Regions from separate parts of the Mus musculus genome. Here region 1 is linked to region 2. The links are chromatin contacts, called in public HiChIP or PLAC-seq maps. All regions are on one chromosome and are shown on one strand. The core of a region is the stretch at or near the end of the contact, and the rest is flanking DNA. Distances in the headings are between cores, read along the strand shown. Region 1 has its middle 25 kb from the start of Dstn. Region 2 has its middle 38 kb from the start of Otor.

What was found. HiChIP or PLAC-seq counts read pairs in DNA pulled down with a chosen protein or histone mark.
Region 1: a contact with region 2 is called in an H3K27ac HiChIP or PLAC-seq map of embryonic stem cells, with 6 times the contacts expected there. The contact joins two enhancer-like sites. A contact is called at or near these places in 3 of 115 datasets of contacts at active chromatin or transcription factors (astrocytes and embryonic stem cells) and 1 of 9 other capture datasets (embryonic stem cells).

What each region holds. Positions count from the first base shown.
Region 1 is chr2:143,887,707-143,892,990 of GRCm38.p6, forward strand. It overlaps a transcript of Bfsp1 not described here. Among named protein-coding and RNA genes, the nearest start is that of Dstn, 25 kb to the right of the region's middle. Within about 2 kb of position 2,390, at least 66 of the 459 cell types and tissues checked have an H3K27ac peak or open chromatin away from gene starts, as enhancers often do. A contact at or near this core is called in embryonic stem cells, where this site is marked.
Region 2 is chr2:143,113,959-143,119,217 of GRCm38.p6, forward strand. No RefSeq gene overlaps it. Among named protein-coding and RNA genes, the nearest start is that of Otor, 38 kb to the left of the region's middle. Within about 2 kb of position 3,588, at least 3 of the 459 cell types and tissues checked have an H3K27ac peak or open chromatin away from gene starts, as enhancers often do. A contact at or near this core is called in embryonic stem cells, where this site is marked.

The DNA.
Region 1 (5,284 bases), core at 1,140-3,639, 770 kb after region 2:
CCCTACCCACCCATTCCCATTTTTTGGCCCTGGCGTTCACCTGTACTGGGTGGGGCATATACAGTTTGCGTGTCCAATGGGCCTCTCTTTCCAGTGATGGCCGACTAGGCCATCTTTTGATACATATGCAGCTAGAGTCAAGAGCTCCGGGATACTGGTTAGTTCATAATGTTGTTCCACCTATAGGGTTGCAGATCCCTTTAGCTCCTTGGGTACTTTCTCTAGCTCCTCCATTGGGAGCCCTGTGATCCATCCATTAGCTGACTGTGAGCATCCACTTCTGTGTTTGCTAGGCCCCGGCATAGTCTCACAAGAGACAGCTACATCTGGGTCCTTTCGATAAAATCTTGCTAGTGTATGCAATGGTGTCAGCGTTTGGAAGCTGATTATGGGGTGGATCCCTGGATATGGCAGTCTCTAGATGGTCCATCCTTTCGTCTCAGCTCCAAACTTTGTAGTATATGCTTATGTGTGTGTAGTTGAGTGTATCTACTCGAGTGTGCCAAGGCCAGGAAGGGTCTTCCTGCATCATTCCCTGCTGTACTCCTTTGAGACCAGGTCTGTAGCTAAACCTGGAGCTTGCATTTTTTTTCCAGCTAAGTTGGTAGCCAACCAACCTCAAGGACCCTCCTCCCTCAGGTCTCCTTGGAGCTAGGGTTGCAGGTGTTCATGGGATCACTCACAGGAGGTTCCAAACTCTGGTCCTCGCAATTACATAGCAAAATGTTCTAACCACTGAGCCATCTCTCCAGCCTCGGAGAAGACTTCTTTAACCAAGCTTTAGAATAAAACTGCAAAGACTACAGAGGAAGAAGAAAGACGGTAAAGCAGAGACAAAAACTCTCCTGCACACGTTTAAGAGAATATCGGATCTATGATAGCAGGAAGAAGTGAGAGGCAGGGTGACGCAAAGAAATGCCACAGATAAATAGACGGCAAGAAACGAGATAGAATTCAGAAATACTAACACTTACAGTTACAGAAGTATTTACTGGAGGCCATAAAGGATGGATACCATGGCTTTGCTGAGGACCATGAAGGGAATGCTCTTTCCTTGTGGTCTAAAGAATGGAAACTACTGGCCAGGTGTGGTGGCGCACGCCTTTAATCCCAGCACTCCGGAAGCAGAGGCAGGCATATTTCTGAGTTTGAGGCCAACCTGCTCTACAAAGTGAGTTCCAGGACAGCCAGGGCTATACAGAGAAACCCTGTCTCGAAAAACCAAAAAAAAAAAAAAAAAAAGAATGGAAACTACCTCTGGCCCAGGGGAGGGGCATGGCATTCTGATCTCTTCTCCAGATTAGATAGAACATTCTTAACTGTTTCCTTCTCCTTGAATGTTAATCCAGCTAGGTTTCTTGATCACCAGGCCAAGAGATTACCAGGTAGGAAGGCTGATGCCCTGGCTCCTGACGCTGTGTTGAGGAGAGAGGGGAGGAATAATTATCCCCTTATGAGATTAAGTCCCCACAGACAGCTACAGAGCCGCCAGAGTGAACATTGCTGAGCATAACTGACTCAGATAGGCACGACCTTTCTTTTTCTTATTCCTATCTCTTCGTCCAAACTTGGGCACACTTTGTGCCCAGAGCTTCTCATTCCTTCTCTGACGCTGCTCACTGTACACTGGTGCCACGCGGCTGCTTATGAACTACATGCCTTTCTCTTCCCTTTTCTGTCCTTCCTCCTGTCAGCGGCTGCCCACGTTTATAGCGTGCCTACCCTGTAGGGTTCTCTCTCTCTCTCTTTCCCTCTCCCTCTCAAATTCTAATTGCTTCATGCTTCATTTCAATTTTGTTTATATATTATTTCATTAACAAAACTAGCTTCCTAAAAAAGGAACCCCCAGCTTCCCCGGTAACATGTCATCCCATGTGGGGCTCCCCCCACCCCTTCCCACCACTGACTAAATATGTAACAACCGACAGAAGCTGACGAACATAAACTCAGTGCCCACAAACAAACTTACAGAAACTCTTAAGAAAGCAGCCTGGACTCTGGACAGATAGGAAAACCAACCGCAAAGATAAATACAGCCTTATTGCCACCCATGAGACGCAAGAAAATTGATATCCAGGCAAGGAAAATGTGACCACACCGCATACAAAGAAGACAGTGGCTGGCAGGAAAGGTATTATCTTCAGGGGGCAACTTTTGCTTAGAGCTAGGAAACTCTTATAGAAACTCGGGCTCCGAGGGGCTGGAAGGATGACTTAGCAATTAGAACATGCTCTGCCCTCCCAGAGGAGGTTCTTAGCACCCATGTTCAAGGCTCATAACTGCCTGTTACTCCAGCTCCAGGGGATCTGCCGACCTCTTCCGGACTCCATGGGCACCTCATGCACATGCGCATATCCACACATACGCACGTGGTTAAAAGTGAAAATTAAAACAATCAATCAATCAAACAAACATAAAACCCAGGCTGGCTGCTGCCTGGGAAATCAACTGCTGAAGAGAGAAACAGAAGGTAGTCTGCACGCAGTCCATTCCTGTCTAACCAGTTTGAACCCCAGCAGGGCACCACACACAAACCATTCCGGTCTAACCTGTTTGAAATCCTGAGGCACAAAGAGCTGTTCTCGGTAAAGTACGGTTAGAAAGTGAAGTCTGGAGACCTGAAGACTGTCCTACAAGGGAGAGAACTATTGGCTAGTTTTGTACTCTGTTTTATCTTTATTTCTTTATTCCTCGGTACCTTTTCTTTCTTTCTTTCTTTCTTTCTTTCTTTCTTTTTTTTTTTTTTTTTGTCTTCACATCTGTGTGCTGACTTACTTCATCTTCGTCTTTTCTCGCTAGCTTGTGCTTTACGGTCATTCTGCTGTGCTCCTTCCCCAGTGACCCACGTGCTTTCCCTTTCTTGGTCTCATTTCTTTCCCGACTCCTCCTTTCCTAGCGTTGCTAACCAATTGCTAATCAAAGTATTCTGACTTTTTTTTTTTTTTCGAGACAGGGTTTCTCTGTGTAGCCCTGGCTGTCCTGGAACTCGCTCTGTAGACCAGGCTGGCCTTGAACTAAGAAATCCGCCTGCCTCTGCCTCCCAAATGCTGGGATTAAAGGCGTGCGCCACCACAGCCCAGTGTATCCTCACTTTCTGCTTCCTAACTTTATCAATGACTTTTCTTACTGTGGTAAGAAAACGCGTGTCAGAACAAGGGTGGGAGGAGTTTCTTTGGCTCACAGTTTGAGGGTGCAGTCCACTGCAGCAGGGACGTTGGCTTATCCAGTGGTTGAGGGAGCTAGTCACATTTCACCCACAGTTAGAAAGCAGAGAGGAATGCATGTTGGTGGTCAGCTAACTTCCTTCTGTTACACAATGGAGGACACCTAACCAGGAATGGTATGGCACCATCCATGCTTAGAAAATCCTAATTTGAAAAGTCTTTCACCCACGTGCCAAGAGGTTTGTATCTCTGGTCATTGTAAACCCTATTAAGTTGGTAATTAAGATCAGTCACCACATTAGCCCTACTGGAAATGTAACTGAAGTGCCCCCCTTTTTGCCTCTAACCTTTTTTCCGATGTGTCTCAGCACTGCGTTTGATCTAATCAGTATTCCTATTACTGCTGTTTAGTTTCAGACCTAGGACAAGGGACCTAGGTACATACTTTACATACCAGAGCAATCCTGGCCTCCGGGTTCTCCCAGCATCCCTCAGTCCCTACCTGGAAAACCCTGCCCTCAATCCTGAAACCTCCAGCCCAGAGGCTGGGCTGCCCTTCCCACAGATGCTCTTCCCTGTATAATCCAGACATTTTCTCCTCTCTCTGCACGAGCACTTTCTCTTCCTTTTTCCCCCTCCCCTCTGTCTGGTCTCTTTCCTCTTAGGGCCTGTGACCTGGCCCACCCAAGAGCAGTTTCTCAATAAACCTGCATTTATGTATATTTTAATCTGCCTTGGATTGGCTCATTTTATCAGCAAAGAAAATAAGTTATCACTACCTGTACGTCCCTTCTAACTCGTAGTGAGGATCCTGCAGTCAAAGTGACAACCACTAAGAAGATCTATATATAAATTAAAACTAACAAAAAGAATGAGAAAAAAAAAACCACACACTCATCCCAACTGATGTGCAAATTACAACACAGAAACACAAACCACAAAAAACCCAGCGCGATGCCTCCCACAGCCCCCAGAAGGCCTCCCTAGCTGAAGCCAAAGACACTGGAATACAGGGAAGCCAATCCAAAACACTAAAACTCAGCAACATCAGAGAGGATTCAAACAAGTAGACAAATGAGAGAAAGCAATTCAAGACCTAGGTTTTATTATTCTTTAGATTTATTTTATTTTGTGTGCATGAATGTTTTTGCTTACATATGTGCGTGCGTGCGTGCGTGCGTGCGTGTGTGTGTATGCCTAGTGCCCTTCCATGTGGGTGTTGGGTGTCAAACCTGTGTGTGTGTGTGTGTGTGTGTGTGTGTGTGTGTGTGTGTGTGTGTGCCTGGTGCCCTTCCATGTGGGTGCTGGGTGTCAAACCTCTCTGTGTGTGTGTGTGTGTGTGTGTGTGTGTGCCTGGTGCCCTTCCATGTGGGTGCTGGGTGTCAAACCTGTGTGTGTGTGTGTGGGTGTGTGTGTGTGTGTGTGTGTGCCTGGTGCCCTTCCATGTGGGTGTTGGGTGTCAAACCTGTGTGTGTGTGTGTGTGTGTGTGTGTGTGTGTGTGCCTGGTGCCCTTCCATGTGGGTGTTGGGTGTCAAACCTGTGTGTGTGTGTGTGTGTGTGTGTGTGTGTGTGTGTGTGTGTGCCTGGTGCCCTTCCATGTGGGTGCTGGGTGTCAAACCTGTGTGTGTGTGTGGGTGTGTGTGTGTGTGTGTGTTTGTGCCTGGTGCCTTTCCATGTGGGTGCTGGGTGTCAAACCTGGGTCCTTTGTAAGAACAAGTGCTCTTAACCACTAAGCTACCTCGCTAGCCCAAGACCTAGATGTTAAAAGTCAGCAGCATGGGAAGAGACTCAACTGCGTGAAGGAGAAAGTCAGCAGGAAACTGAGATTCTGAAAAGGAACCAAACTGAAATTAGAGGGATGAAAGAATCAACCAATCAGGGGCTGGCAAGATGGCTCAGTGGTTAAGAGCACTGACTGCTCTTCCGAAGGTCTTGAGTTCAAATCCCAGCAACCACATGGTGGCTCACAACCATCCCTAATGAGATCGACGCCCTCTTCTGGTGTATCTGAGGACAGCAACAGTGTACTTCCATATAATAAATAAACAAATTTAAAAAAAAGAATCAACCAATCAAATAAAGCAGTGGAAAGTAGCCTCTGCACACAACACTAGGCAGA
Region 2 (5,259 bases), core at 2,338-4,837:
TAAACTTGAGGCTTTGGTTAAGGTGGAAATGTAAGAGATTTACATACATCAGTTGCAAATGAGATCTAGCTTTCCCCAAAGGAGATTCTTCTCTGCCTTTGGTTGCTCTTTATGTGAAAAGGAAACTGCCTTAAGTGGCCTGCAGATTACTCTGAGAGTGGGCAGAGATGCCTCACTAATCATACTCACCCCAGTGCCCATAAACTAATTATCTCCTTGGCCAAATCCATAGACTGACTGTATCTCAGAGCGATGTCTCTCTGCATGGTAGCCATGCAGTATGGTCAGACATGTCAGTTCCCTAGCATCACAGAGAGCTGTACAATAGAACCCAGAATTTACTCCTTGGGGAATGTGTTCTAAGAAACCACATTATTCCAACGATATATGCACGTGCCTCTCCTGCTGTGACATCACAGATTGCTGTAAGTTGAGTTTAGAGGATTCTCTTTCCTAACCAGCCTTGCAATCTCTAAAATGTGTCTTTCTCTTCTGTGTATCAATGACAGCATACTCCAACATAACTTGTCCATCTTGACTCTCTGTATCTGTGCACTGTGGAAGTTAATGTCATTTCTACAGGGAGACCTAACTCTGGAGCAGACCTGCTTCCATTAACCTTTCTAAGTTCCTGTTTTGCACACAAATCCCCTTTGCTGTATTGACTCAAGCTTGCTATTTTTCCCTCCAGATTTTAATGTCTCTGCTTTTCTGGAGGGAATCCCCATGTCTCGTGCTGACTTAGTGTCTCAGCCTTGCTCCAAATGATTCACACTCCTTTTCTATCCACCAGTAGATGAGAAAATGCAGTACGGTTCCTATGGAATGTTGGAGGGACATGCAATGGCCTAGCATGGCTACTACATTGCAGTCTCTCCCATCCCACCCCACTTTCCAGGCATTCAAGTAAACCAGCTTGATCAGGGAGCTTTAGGTGGCCGAGTTCCAAAATCTGCTCCGACAGATTGTTTCTGGGTTTCTGCAGTGACAGCCTCCTACTCTCAACTCTGCCCAAGAATGCCTGAGACCCAACCATTTTTTTTTTTTTAACTTTCACTAGAAGCTGACTGGCAGGTGCATTGGTGAGCAATGTGCTGCATTTGTGGGAGGTTTCAGAGATATGCAGAGGTCCACAGACGTGGAGTGGTACTGCAGTAGAGTCATAGCAGTGCCACTTCTCTTTGATCCTGGCCACCTTCCATGACACTTGCTCTAGCCTGCACCATCCCTTTATTCTTGTCGCCTCTTCCTCCAACCCCTCATCCCTCCCTTTTGAGAAGAAACACCATTTCTCCCATCCCTTCTGCAGTACAGAGGCCCCCAAACCATCTCTCATGGTGCACACCAAGTTTTTTCTTTAAGTTAAAATGCCGTGATCTCTCTGTGTGTTCATTAATCTTCACTGTGATTAAGGGTGTGGAAGCAGCCAGCACCTGACTGTGGTGTGTATAGGAGGGGTCTCTGGCAGGAGATTATGATCAGCTACAGTGACCCCGATAGCATTTCCGTGACTGAATGCAGGCAGCTTCAAAAGCACACACACACACACACACACACACACACACACACAGAGAGAGAGAGAGAGAGAGAGAGACCAGGAGAGACATATGCACACACTCTCTTTCTCTGGCCCCTACACCAACCACCGTGAGACTCTGCTAACAGGAAGACCACCACTGATAGCCCTAGGACTGAGAGCTAAAATCAATGTATGAGTCAGTGGTATTGTGCTAGTATGCAAAAAGGAAAAGAAAAAGAAATGTGTACAAAGAGCTTTTAGCCCAACAAATAATGACTAGCTTTCCCCCATCTCCTCCTCCATAGGTTATATGTGGTGCAGTACAGGATAGTCTCAAACTCACTACGTAGGCCAGAGTGGCATTGAACTAACATTCATCCAGTCTTAGCCTCCTGATGCTGCTATCACCACTAAACTCAGGAAAAAACAGATTTTCCTTTATATATTTGGAATTGCAGTTTCTCTTAAATTTGGCTTCCTGACTATCAAAGTCAAGAATTTTTACAGGACTGATGTGTTCAGGGGGTGATGACAGAGGGCACAGAGACAACCAAAAGCTCTAGAGATCGCCCGAATGCTTCTCAGCTCTGATGGCCAACAGGCTTTTATTTCTCTAGGTGCTGGCAGGATTTATGTCAACTTGCCACAAGCTGAGAGGAGTGACCCTCAACTGAGAAAGTGCTTTTATAAGGCTGGGCTGTAGGCAAGCCATTAGGGCGTTTACTTAATTCATGACTGATGTGGGAGGGTCAGGTCCATTATGGGTGGGGCTACCCCTGAGCTAGTGGTCCTGGGTTCTATAAGATGGCAGACTGAGCAAACCTCAGGGAGAGAACAAGAGCCCCTAAAAAGCACTCTTCCATGGCCTCTGAATTAACTCCTGCCTCTAAGATTCTTCCCTGTTTGGGCTCCTGCCCTGACTTCTATCAGTGATGGACTATGATGTGTGTGAGCCAAAGAACACTTTCCTTTCACAACTTGCTTTTGGTTATGGTGTTTCATCACCACAATGGGAACACCAACTAAGACACTCAAGGACATTCTAGGACAGTGGGTCTCAACCTTCCTAACATTATGACTCTTTAATACAGTTCCTCATGTTGTAGTGACCCCTAATCATAAAGTTTTTTTTTGTTGCTACTTCATAACTGTAATTTTGCTATGAATCATGATCTAAATACTTTTTGGAGATAGAAGTTTGCCAAAGGGGTCTTGGCCCACAGGCTGAGAACCACTGCTCTAGGAGACTGTGGCTAGATCATGTTTAGATACATATCTGATTGTTTAAGAAGCTGCTCTATTTTTTCCGAAGCTATGCTTTTAAAAAACATATTTATCAGTATGTGTGTGAGGGTGTGGGGTCTAGTTTTTCCAAGGTCTAGACATTGAGTAATGCAAAGTGTTACTGCGAGAAACTGAAGAGCTAAAGCAGAGGAGACAGGCACTGTTTTATGGATCAGAGAATCAATAATGTTAACTTGATAATTCTCCCCCAAACTGGTTTACAGTCAAAAGCCCAGAATTTTTTTTTATTATAAAATAAGTTACTAAACTGCTTCTAGAATCATATGTGGGAGGCTAGCATGGATAAATGGATAAATGGATAAATGCTGTTTCTGCCTAGCCAATTGATCTTAGACTCCTGCAGGTTTTCTTCTGAACTCCACATACACAATACACACACATACACACACACACACACACACACACACACACACACACACATACACACACACACACCACTACACACACCATATCACACACAGACCACACCACATACACATCACACCACACCACACTACACATACATCACACTACACATGCATACGCAAGCGCGCACACACACACACACACACACACACACACAAATTAAATGTAATTTTTAAAGTATGTAAAATTATATGGGAAGACAAAAGCCTTCGTATAGTAAAAGCATTTGGGGAAGAACGAAGAGAGGGATAACACCATTTAACTACCAATGACCGCTCCTCCTGCACACGTGTGGTCTGAGTGCAGTAGGCCTTGACTCTCCAGGTGATTCTCCATTGGAAACCATTGGATTTGTAAGAAACACATTTCACCAAAACTCTAGGGGGCACCACAGGCTGGTGGCTGACTAAAGAATTATACTTGCATATAAATAGACAACCAGGCAGGCTTTCTGAAACCATTTTCCCCCTTCCACAAAATCAGATGCCCCAGGTGAAAACAAGAGCATAAATGACTTAAGAGTGATGGATTTGACAGCTGGTAGTATTGTTTTCTTGCAAAACAATACTCCCACGAGCCTGAAGCAAGGCTGAGCCAGAACCTGACCTTGCTGCCACTAAGGAAATTATCTAGGGTGGAGCCTTCCTCCCTAGATCACTCTATTGTTCAGCCATTGTCGCTGTTCCTCTTCAAGATACTGCTACCTGCTGAGAGGCGCCCCCCCCCCCCCACCATCTATTCCAGAGACTTCGCCCTATCCTGCACATCATCACCTGCAGCTGGTTCCAGGCTCCAAGGATGATTGGCAGGAATGGGCCTTCCTCTTCCTTTATAAAGCGTGTCCGCCATTAAACATTTGAACCTTGAGCAGACTAGTTGTCTTGGTTCCATTATTTCTCAACCCGCCTAGGCTCCCTCTTTTCTTTCAGTTCCAAGATGCCTTCCAGGCTCGAACCCAGACATGAGAGCCGCAGGCCGGCCCCAACATATGAGGATTGGAAACATTCATGGTTTCTGAGTCTGTATTGACTCTCCCTCTTAGAAGGAATATGCATCTTTTGAAAAGTTGAAAACAATCTGGGTGGTTTCCAGAACGTCAGACTTGCCAGGAGCCTTTAAACTCTTCTGAGAGCGCTCCCACATCCCGCACACTCTCTGTTTTAGTCACCGTGCATTACCTCCAATCCAAGCTTAACGCTCCAATCCCAGCGTTCAGTTCCCCAGGCAGGGAAAGTGACTCCCACTCTGTCATTGGAAAAAGAGCCTCCCTCCTGGAGACCTGCAACATCAGTCCCTGCCACTTTGGAAGGGAACTTGATATGCTCACACACACACACACACACACACCTCCCCCACACTCCGCCCAGGTCATCATAGCCAGACCAACTGATACATTTTGTGTCCCAGGGCCCCACCTTTGGTTGAATGGTTACTGGCAGTGCTTGCGTGTGGAGAAAGGGCTTATAATTGCATATTAAATGAACTGGAAGTGAGTTTGGGAGAAAGGTCATTTTTATCATTTTCTTGCCTTTGTTCCAAGTACTGTCTGGGGCAGAGCATGCATGGCATACAGTTGCTGATGGAGGTGAATGCGTCTGTGCACGTGTTCAGGAATGGTTCACGTTATTGAGTCATTATGTGATACTGTGAATAGATTATCTACGAACTCTTGTCTCTGAGTTGATTCCTCTCTCTGCTTTGCCACCGCCTCCTTCTCCTCTCATTTTTTCCTTTGATGCTTTTTCCTTTGCATTCCTCCTCCACTTCCTTTGTCTCCTCCTCCTCTTCCTCTCTCTCACTCACCCTCTCTCTCTCCCCTCCCTCCTTCCTTCTCTCCCTTCCCTTCCTCCCTCTCCCCTTCCACTATGTTGTCTAAACTAGGCTTGAACTCAAGATTCTCCTCTCTGCCTCCGAATGCTGGCATTACAGTCCTGCATCACCACACCCCACCCTGGGCTCTCCCTAACTCTTAAATGTAAAGGAATAGCTTTAACTTTCCAACCTATTCCTTCCCCTTTCCTCCCCTCCCT